Linked DNA regions of Mus musculus: regions 2 and 3 are each linked to region 1. A link is a contact called in public Hi-C and HiChIP or PLAC-seq data. All regions are on one chromosome and are shown on one strand. The core of a region is the stretch at or near the end of the contact, and the rest is flanking DNA. Distances in the headings are between cores, read along the strand shown.

Evidence for each region. Hi-C and Micro-C count contacts between places; a contact is called where the count stands out from the background. HiChIP or PLAC-seq counts read pairs in DNA pulled down with a chosen protein or histone mark.
Region 2: a Hi-C map of cortical neurons shows a contact between it and region 1, with 2.3 times the contacts expected there. The contact joins the enhancer-like site here to the promoter of Cnr1 in region 1. A contact is called at or near these places in 1 of 39 promoter capture datasets (hippocampal neurons), 3 of 484 Hi-C or Micro-C datasets (cerebellar granule neurons, cerebellum and cortical neurons) and 9 of 115 datasets of contacts at active chromatin or transcription factors (VIP interneurons, astrocytes, differentiating embryonic stem cells and 6 more).
Region 3: a contact with region 1 is called in an H3K27ac HiChIP or PLAC-seq map of neural progenitor cells, with 15 times the contacts expected there. The contact joins the enhancer-like site here to the promoter of Cnr1 in region 1. A contact is called at or near these places in 1 of 39 promoter capture datasets (embryonic stem cells), 3 of 484 Hi-C or Micro-C datasets (cerebral cortex, cumulus cells and nephron progenitors), 16 of 115 datasets of contacts at active chromatin or transcription factors (VIP interneurons, astrocytes, craniofacial prominence and 10 more) and 2 of 9 other capture datasets (embryonic stem cells and liver).

The regions. Positions count from the first base shown.
Region 1 is chr4:33,922,828-33,925,997 of GRCm38.p6, reverse strand. Cnr1 (cannabinoid receptor 1 (brain)) reads right to left here and starts at 1,354. Exons shown (of 2, transcript NM_007726.5): 1 at 840-1,354.
Region 2 is chr4:33,639,369-33,642,794 of GRCm38.p6, reverse strand. No RefSeq gene overlaps it. Among named protein-coding and RNA genes, the nearest start is that of Gm32955, 38 kb to the right of the region's middle. Within about 2 kb of position 1,789, at least 8 of the 459 cell types and tissues checked have an H3K27ac peak or open chromatin away from gene starts, as enhancers often do. A contact at or near this core is called in VIP interneurons, cerebellum and cortical neurons, where this site is marked.
Region 3 is chr4:33,554,070-33,557,673 of GRCm38.p6, reverse strand. No RefSeq gene overlaps it. Among named protein-coding and RNA genes, the nearest start is that of Gm32893, 12 kb to the left of the region's middle. Within about 2 kb of position 2,008, at least 34 of the 459 cell types and tissues checked have an H3K27ac peak or open chromatin away from gene starts, as enhancers often do. A contact at or near this core is called in VIP interneurons, cerebral cortex, differentiating embryonic stem cells and 1 more, where this site is marked.

The DNA.
Region 1 (3,170 bases), core at 105-2,604:
AAGAAATAAACAAAGGCAGGAAGAGCTAGTAGCTCCTATTTGGAAGAAAAATTTAAAAGATAGGAAATAGGTTTTTTCATAGATAGGTTATTAAATTTTTTTCTCACCTCTTTGAAACCTTTGAGAGATAAACCATGTACTACAATTAAAAACACGCATGTTGCTTTAAACTTTGAAATGACCAAACAACAGTTTCTCACATCTATCATAGCAAACATTTGCATTCAGGAAATGCTCCATTTGTGACTTGTAAGCCTTAACCAAGAAACATCCTTTTAAAATAAAGCATCAACTTCATTCGTCTGGTGCCAGCTCTTAGTTTCATGTTCCTATAACAGTCAATCACAGGTATCAATACTATATATATTAGTTTTTCCTTAAACAGAGATGGCTGCTGTAGCTATCGCTCTGTATCAGAAGTTCCTTATTTAACATAGATTTCTTTACATGACATTTAGTATTTAATTGAGTCGTTTTCTACATGTGGTGCAGAGACTCTGGAAGACTTAGTTTCTGATAAGGCTAAAAGACGTCAAGCATCAACTCAAGTGCCTGTTTTCCAAACATGCACAATTACACATTTTCTACAAACAGACATCAGTGTATGCAGAGCTAGGTGCATATCCAGTAAATTGTAAATGGTAGAAGCCTCCAGAAGTAGCTTAGACCACAGGTAACAAGCTGGGACTATACAGCTAAGTAAACACCATATTAGCACGATTTGCTCTCCTGGAACACGGAGCAAGAACTCCGCGTAGGACACCAGGGGACCACTGGCCAGTACCGAGGGGGCGGGAGGCGGAAAAGCTATTCCCAAACGCCACTGTGCCAGGTCTTACCCTTCGCATCCCCCGGTCCACGGGCCAGAAGCTCCCTCGGCACCTGTCGCCCAGCCAAGGGGCTGGCTCTCTGCTACAAGGAAATTTGCCCCCAGACTCTATGAGAGCTCTGCAGACAGCCCAGGCTCCCGCCTGAGCCAGGGGGAGGCTCTGGCGCCAGGGGAGCCAGAAGGAGGCGGAGGCGGAAAAGAAGTGGAGAAGGTAGAGGCAGCGAGCGAGCAGGGGAGGCGGCGCGGGGCGCGGTGGGGCGGGGTGGAGCGGGGCGTGCCCGCGGCGATCGGTCAGTAAGTCAGTCGGTCTGCGCGCCCGCGTCCCCGGCCTCTAGCACCCGTGCGCCACGGCCCCTGGGACTGGCTCCCCTGGGCTCGGACAGGCCCGCTTCGTTCTCCGGCTCTCCCCGGCGTCCCACTGACCGCGCTGGCCGGCCTGGGGCCGCCCGCTTGGGCCACCCCGAGCGCCCGTCGCCGCGCCCTGCTTGAGGTCCCTGCCTCTCCCTCAGCTCGCGCGCTGTCTCTGGCTCGCTCTCGCTCCAGTCCCATTTATGAAGCGTGGTCCCATCACGTGTTAATGAGCCTTTGTCCTGCCCTGGCAGCGGCGGCAGCAGAGACTCCGCCAAGGGATCTGCGCGGGGAGGGACCGGCGCGCGGCGCCCGCGGCTCCAAACTTTGCTGCGCGGTACCCGCCGCGGCGCTGGCCCGGGGGCTAGGAGGGACGGCCCTGGCGCTCGGCGCCCACTGTGTCATCCTCACTCTTTGCCACCAACGACCCCGCGGCCTCACCCTGCTCTGCTCCCTGGCGCCCTCCCACCCTGGCGTGGCCAAAGGGGACGCGTGCCTCACTGCCCGCGACCTCGGGGCCGTTAATCACCAGCGCTGCTCATTGCCAGGACCTCACTGGAGGTCACGCGCCGGGCGGTCGGGATCCGGAAACAGGGCGGCAGGAAGGCCGGCCAAGTGAGGTCTCCGCCCGACCCTCCCCTCTGCGCCGCCTCCAGTCCTCAGCTACCTGGCCGCGGCCACCAGCCCTCCGCCCTCGGGGCGGACGGCGTCGCCTGGGCGCCTCCCGCGCTGGCCCGCGCGACCACCCGGGCGCGCCCAGCCTCCAGCCGTGGCCGCACGAGCTCGGCTCTGTGGGCGCCCGGCGCCCCCTCCCCAGCCCTGGCGCTCCCCGCACCTCCTGCTCGCGGGGAGATGCATCCGCGGCGGGCGGGGGCTCTTGTTGGGCGGGAGCCTGGGGACCGGCGGTGCGCCCGGCCGCCGCCGCAGGAATTAGGGGACATGCTCGTTAATTGGTTCCACTCCGCCGTCTGCCTCTTGTGTGCACGGATCAAACCTTAATTGGTCTTTACATTTATCACGGCGAATTGCAACCCTATACACGAGCGTCAGCCCGCAGCTTCAGCCGAGGGGGCCATTCTCCGCCCGGGCCCCGGGGACCAGGCGGTTGTGGCTACAGCTGAATTGCGTTTTAGACCTCGTTCTCCCTGGAGAGTTGGGTCCAGTCGAGTCGTAAGGTTTCCACCTGACAGAGCCACATCAAGTCAGGTCCAGGGGCCCAGCTGTAGGCACAACGTTAGGTTCCTAGGCCCTCAAGGTAGCAGCTTGGCATTCGTTTTAAGCCTTGCTCAGAGTCGAGGACGTCTAGCCCAAACAGCTTCCTACAAGGCCTCTTTTTACCAATTCTCCCTGACGTCCTACCCCCCACCCAGAGCCAAACGCTCAGTGTATCTGGCCCCTATTTTGAATCTGGTGACAAGGATCCCAGAGGGTGAGCCTAAAGGAAGAAGCAACATAGAGGGTAGAGGAAGCTGCAGAATTCGGGGAGGAGAGACTGCTCTGAGAAGGAAAGCCTGAAAGCTTCCTACCTACAGGTCGAGCTGAAGAAAGGCTTCCAGCAGAGCGCTAGCTGTCGGAATATCTCTGAGACTGTTTTCCACTAGAGAGAGTAGTTTCCATTTCCATGTGAGGAGATGGCCTTTTGAGACAGAGTCCACAGCTGAAGCAATCAAGTTGTAGGTAAATATAAACAAAGATCTGACAGACCAATCGTAGAGGGAGAAATGCTTAGGAGAGATGATTGGGTGGATGTGGGATACCATTTGAGCCTTAAACCTGCTGCCTAGGCACAGGCTCTGCTTTGCCTCCTTCCACACATCTCCAGCATAAAGGCAGCTCTTTCTAAAGATTTACAGGAGAAAGAGGCTTCGTCGTCGTCTGCCCCTTTCTTTCAGAGGTCGAAGTTGCTATTTTAGCCTCACCTCAGATTCCTAGCAGAAGCAAACATTTGGGGGGGGGGGGCAGACATTGCTTTTCTTGGGACCTCCCAGACTCT
Region 2 (3,426 bases), core at 540-3,039, 280 kb after region 1:
AAGTCGATGAGCTTCATCCTCCTCCAGTTGTTTGGTGATGACTTGCCTGAGTGGACCACAGGCAGTAGCTGTTCCTTACGCATCAGGCATTCAAGGCACGTCCACAGTCACTGAACCGACAGCATGCAGGCCTACGGAGAGCTTGCACGCCCAGCAACATCACGGACACTAACACAAGCTCATTTGTGACCCTGACAAGTGAACTTGAAGGAGACTGCCTCCATGTTCTCCTGCCTCACACTCGTTGCATATAAAACTGCAGCCACTTCCTGGACTATGCCTTTGCCAGGCAGTTGTCTCTAAAGCCTTGGCCTCTGCTAAAGATTTTGTATTTTGCTAGCATCTAGCACAAAGGCTGAGTAAAGAGAGTGGTAAAAAGCGAACCCTCAAAAAAGGGGGTTGCAGGGAGATGGGGTCTGTGTGAGAACACCTCATATTAACTTTCTGGTGTTCTGTTCTGCTCTGCTGCCACGAGAGAATTCATTCAATTCTCCTTGTCTGGGAGGCACCATCACTGGACATGTGTGGAGGTTTCCATCTGTCTGTCATGCTACCCTGTCAGCTGAAAATGCTGGCAGAGACTCTTGACTCGTGGTGGCAAGACAGGCAGGCGTATCTGCCTGCTGTGAATGTCGAGACCTCTCTCCGCCAAAATGTAAATGTGGCGTGCCCCTTTTCAGAAGCCCTCAGCCCTGTGCCCTGCGAAATAGACAGAGCAAGGGCAGAGTCTAGTGCTGAAGGGCACTTAGTTAGAGAGCATGGTGGGAGGAAGGGGGGAGGGTAGTGAAATGGGCTGGGGACTTAGGGATATGAGAGTGTGCAGAGGCTCACAGAAGATACAGCAGCTAGCACTAAAGTATCCAGAGCTTTAGCCTAAGTTTCCTGTCATGGATTTGGTTTAGTTCATCTATTGTTCAAGTTATGAAGCTACCATTCATTTTTAAAAGAAAAATATTAAGATTTATTCATTTAATTTGTATATGAAGGCCAGAGGACACTTGTGGGAATCAGTTCTCTCCACCATGTGGGAATCCAACTGAAGACATCAGTGGAGGTAGGCACCCTTACCAATGGACACACACACACACACACACACACACCAGCTCCATGGTTACTGCTTTTCAAATATAAAGATAAATGAACCACATCAAGAGAGAGTACAGAAATGTGGATTCATCCGTGAACAAGAAATGAAAGCAAGTTTCTAAAAAGCAAAATGCCAATAAAACTGTCTGATAGATGAATAGACAGAAAGAGATAACCTAGAATATCCTGGGAGAGAGTTCTAAGAAGGGGCTACCTTTGTATGAGAGGCCAAGCACACAACGTTGACAGTTATGGGCCTATGTGCTTCCACCCTAGGAATGCGACTCCCGACAGCATCTCATTTAGCATCCTCATGATGGCAGATGCTAAGAGAATGCATGAAAACGCATGTGAAGAGGGAGAAGGTACAAGGAGGTAGACGAACAATTCCAGCCGCCCACATCCAAACAGCACACCACATTACCTCCGCTGGACTCTAAAGTGGCACACAAGGCTGGCAGCAGGCTAGGCAACATGTCCATAAATACAAGTTAAAGCTCGAGGGATTCAGAGAGCCTGGACCACAGAAGAACAAACTCAGAGAGAGAGGAGGGCAGCAGAGGCATGGAGCACATGGCATTGCTGTCAGGCAGTAAAAGGTTGGGAACCAGGCCGAAGCAACGAGCCAATGATGACAAGACTCCCTGATCAGAGGGAGTGGCGCCAAGACAGTGCAAGGACGGAGCCTCCGTTACAGCTCTGACTGAACCAAAAAGCCAAGCAGTGGAGCGTGACCTGGACCCAGAGGCTCAGTGGGCCAGGTGTGTACTATATTTACTTGCGTATTTATATTCGGCTTGGTTCTAAGAAGAGCAGAAGGCCCCTTACAAGGACACAGAGAGAACAAAGAAATAAAAGCTGTGTGTGAGAAAAGGAAAGTCAGATTCTAGGGAGAGAGAGAGCTCCAACACACCAGGCAAAGCAGGCACATGGCCCTCTAAGCTCTCTAGAAGCCAGCTTTAAATTACCCACACCCTGGTGAGTATGTGCCTGCACACACACACACACACACACACACACACACACACACACAGAAAAAAAAAAAAAAAAAAAAAAACTGGTACTAAAGCCAGAAAAGAATACATCCTTTTGTTCTTCCTCATAGAGACGACAGCGTATGCATCCTTGGAAACAGCCTTGTGAAGCACTCACCACAAGCCACCTCTACCCCAAGCCCAATTCTGGTCTCTGAGCTTAGGGATCTGTCTTGATTGCAAGAACAAGGCCAGATCCCAGGCCTTCCTGACAGAGCCTCCAGGGAAAGTCAAGCCCCGTACACTCTCCAAGGCCCAGTCCAGACTAGACCAAATTCAATTTTCCCAATTTATTTTTGCATGTAGTTACTGCCATCCATTGGTGGAGGAGGCAAGTAGAAGAAAAAACAAAACAAAACAAAACAAACCAGGCAAGAACTCGGAAGAGGAAACTGAGCCCCGCTGCTTACAAGAACATGCCCCACTCCTGTGTCTATGCATAGAGACACCACTGGGGTCCTCCAGTCTCCTCCCACACCCCTTTCTGTCACTCTTCATGGCAGAGGTGCCCTGACTGCCAGGTGACACCACAGTGAGGGTCTCCAGATTGTAGAGATCTCACCTTGTAGAGATGGCAAAGAGACCATGTTGGTATAGACTCTGACTTCTTTCCGTCCCTTGTCACCCTGAGCCCTCTTGGGAAAGTGCCTCTGGCTGCCCACTGCAACCTTCCCCAGGCAAGGCAATCCAAAGGGCTGAACTTGCACCAGTGAGAAGCCAGGACCAGCCCACCCCCCACCCCCCCAGCTGCGCTGCAAATTCAGGCCATACATCAGACCTTGCTGTTGTCATTTGAACTTGCAGGTGCCTGGTTCCCATGCCTCCATCTTAACACTATACTTGAGCAAGGAAGAGAGCAGCTGCTGTGACTTTAGAAAAGTCCTGTGGAAAGATACATTGGACCTCTGCATCTGAAGGAGGCTACAAACTAGAACACACCATTTGCTCTGACTTGAGCGGTCATGTCTCTATGAAATGCATATGGAATTTAAGCCTCATTACCATAGGTTGCTGCCCTCTCTGGTGGGAAGTAACACCATTACAAGAGATTTCAGACAGCACAGAGCTCAGTGATAGACAATTACATAGTGTGCATGAAGTCCTGGGTTTGACATCCAAAGTACATGCACACAGGGGCCTGGCAAGCAGGTAGTCCAGAGAGCATCCTGGTTCATGTACCATGTAAAGATGCAGCAAGACACACCATATAAGCTGATACCAAATCTGCCAGCACTTTCACATTAAACTTCCCAGCCTCTGTAACTTTAAGGATAGAAGACTCATGTTTCTAAGTAATTCAGACTAA
Region 3 (3,604 bases), core at 759-3,258, 370 kb after region 1:
CAACACTGGTCAAATTGCCGAGAATAGGTGGCCCCTGCTCAAGGAGACATTATAGAAGAGGAAGAAGAAAGAATGGAGGACCAAAAGATGTCAAGGAGTGCTGTGACATGCTGTCCTATGGACATGCCGTGGTCATGGGGCTCATGACCTTCCAGGAGCTATGATTGAGCCCACACCACTTGTGGGGGATCAAGCCACTCAACATTCCACCACTCACAGAAGAGGGGCTTCCCCCCCCCCCCAGGAACTTGGTACTCTATTGCTATGGGGAAGGGGAGGTCATTTGGGGGTTGTGACCACGGGTAGGTCACCCGTGTTCCGGTAGATGGCACCGTGCCCATGCTCATGCAGGCAGCACTAACAGACACAGTGGGTCACATAACAAAGGGAATGTGAGAATGGGAGGTGTTGGAAGGCTCAGGGACAGGGGACGGGAGGAGATGGGGCAAAATATGTTCTAGATGCGCTGTGCACATCTATGAAACTGTAAGGAATAAATGAAATAATTTGAAAAAAAGAAGAGAGAATGAGGAGGAGATGGCAATGAGCTTTGGAAGTGTTACCCTCCACCTGCTGAGAGGATCTGCCCCCTGCTGGCCACGCCCCATCACAGGGCCCTGTGAGCCCATTCACTTGCTCCTCTTAACAGCAAATACTAAACAGGCCATGAATTATGAGCAGCCATACAAAAGTCCTCAGACCTAAGTGTTCAAACATCTCAACTAAACTCCCTACACGGCTGTGTATGGCCCCCTCGCAAGCCCGTATCTGTTCAGGAGGTCCACAGAAAACCAAAAACTGGCAGGAAACATCTGGGGCCTTGCACAGAAAGCCACTCCAAGAAAGACCGTTTCTTTTTGATCTGAGTATTGTGTCAAGATATTCTTGATTAACCATGAGGAAGGCAATATTTCCTCAATGTAGTCATGAATGTTCTATGGGGAGGAGATGCATAAAGCCCTCTTGCTGATCCACAGACCACTGGCACGAGCCATCTCTGACACTATGAATCTGTTTACCTTAGCTGCAAACAGGGAACTGGATGTCTGGAGTCAGAACTCAGAAGTTCATGAGCTTTCTCCTCTGCCCATTCCGGGTGTAACTAACTGTTCACTGCTACCTAAACACCTTCAGACTCTTAGGCTTAAAAAAATGAACTTTAGCTTACAAATATTTCCCCCTTACATCTCAGCAGAGGCTATGAAATTTAACTGGAAGACATTTATGATTCTGATGAAAGGTGCTCATTAAGTATAATTGTGATCATTATCTGGCTTCTATTTTTACTTTCCTCTGGTTTTTTAATGTATAGATGCTATGCCTGGTCCAGAGAGCTGCAGAACTTGCATTTTCCCCTCTTCCACATATCTCAAGTTCTGCCCTAGCCTGCAAGGTGGGTATTTCAAAGCCCCAGGTCTGACGGCACCCTAGCTCTCTCGCTTATGTGGGTAGGGCAAGCATGAAATTTCATTCCAAACGAATGCACCAGTAATCGGCTCGGTACAATTAGTCACTTCCTCATAATAAGGAGCAAAGGGCTAATTGTTCTGCAAGTGGACAATTGCGGCTGTGATTATTAGCCCTTGTCATTTTTCATCCACACATAATTGCACAGGCGGATGGGGAGGCTCGGCGGGCTTCGTACCTTCCACCCCAAGGCTTCTTTTCTCAGGCTCGGGGTTTTTTCCACTCATCTCTGCCACAGTCGGTTGTGTTTTTCCATGATTGTCTTTCTCTATTCTATAATAGTATAGAACAGAGCATAAAGTATAAATGCAAAAGCAATTTTGAAAAAAGTTCCCCCAGAATAATTTAAATCCTGAATCAGCCCTCTAGTTATGTGGGGCTTTGTTAAAAGTAATTTGAGTATTTACAAATGCGAGCTGCCTGTCGGCTGGAAAGGAACAAGGCTGGGAACATGACCTCCGCTCTGCTCGCCCCAGTAGCCTATGCTCTTCTTGGAGGATCGGGGTGGAGGGTGTCAGCCTTCTTCCTTGGCAGTTCTGCTACAGAATACTGAGTGTTCCAGAACTCATTCTTTCCAGGATTCTGTAACTGGGGTAGTGGTAGGAAGTTGGTTTGTAGTGGTGGAACTTGTCCCTAGCCAGCAGCTACCCACAGGCAGACTAATTGGCTTTAGTTTTAGCAAAGCAGAAAAATGGGTTTTTGAAGCACCTGATGTTTCTCAGGCAGCATCCGGCAAGACGTACCGTGCTTGTCTTTCTCTCCCAGCTTGCATCTCCCCAATCTGAACTCACGAGGAGCAGACACTCGTCAGGGCATCCGAGGGAGCACGGGGCAGCTGCCTCCACCTAATTTGCAAAGCTGCTTGAGAAGTCCTTGTACCAAAGGGCATCCCACTGTTCTCTTCCTCCAGAGCCTGGCAAGACAAACAAGCTCACTGACACCCGCGGTGCTGCAGGCCTCTCTTCAGAAGAAAACTTGGAATGCTCAGGAAAAAATCTTTCAGCTCCATCAACAGGAGAAGTCACAGAGCTTGGTAATGCTTGGAAAAGCAAAATTGATTTGGAGGATTTGGGGAGAATCATACCATTAAGCGACACTTTGATTTCTTTTTCTTTTTCTTTTTTTTTTTCCTCTCTCTCTCCCTTGTTCTTTCACTGGTCTCAAAGAAAAATGAAAGTCACTGAAAGATTCAATCTGTACCTGATGAAGCCGAGAAGTGGCTCTGGCCAGATGCAGGCAGGAAATGGCAGGCACACACACATACACACACAAACACACACATACACCCCTGTGATCTTCCCGGCAGCCTCAAAATACCGGCTGTTCCTCCCTTTGGTCCTAAGAGCTAGGACCCAAACTCCACGGGAAATTGAGAATTGTGCCAGAATCCTCTTCCTGCTCAAATGAGTAGGATTCCAAATGTGCCACGTTTGCTTTTGTGCAGACATATTTGCAAGTCTGCCACAGTGCGAGAGCAAGTGCACCAATGGAGCTAATAAGAGGGTGCTGATCTGAAGAGCCTTATTTTGTCCCTAATGTTCACTCCCAAAGGAAATGTGCTCCTTACTAATAAGAGAGAATGAGACCAAAAACATAGTCTATTGATCTGCCCCAGCCCAGCCGCCAAGGCTCTCATGCTTCCCAGCAGCGCAGTGCTCTCAGGGAGGCTCAGGCAATCCACCACTACCCGTCTGCCTGTCTGATGCCAAGGCCACTAAATTTAAACTGGGGTGGGAGTGTCCAACTGGGGTGGGGCCAAGTTGACAGGTAATAGTGGTGAGAAGAGCAAACATATATTGGGCTGAGTGGAGAGCACTGGCCAGGAGCACGGTGAGTGCTGCCTAATGCAGTTCACCAGTGCCATGGGAGCCTACAGTTCACCTACAGTTGTAGAAGCTGATGCTGGGCTAAAAATGTTGCCCAAGACTGCACAGCCAGAAAAGGATGCCCTCTGAGACACTGCCGTGTGTAATGTTGCCCCTGTATCACAGCTGTTACAGGGTTGAAAATGTTGTGGACTTACGAATGCCTTCAGTTAGTGTCAAAAACACAGAGCAAAGACCGGCTCTCTTCCTATTCCCAAAAATATGAGGCTTCTACCGTCATTGAGGGTGTATGTGATCTCTCTTGAGTTCTG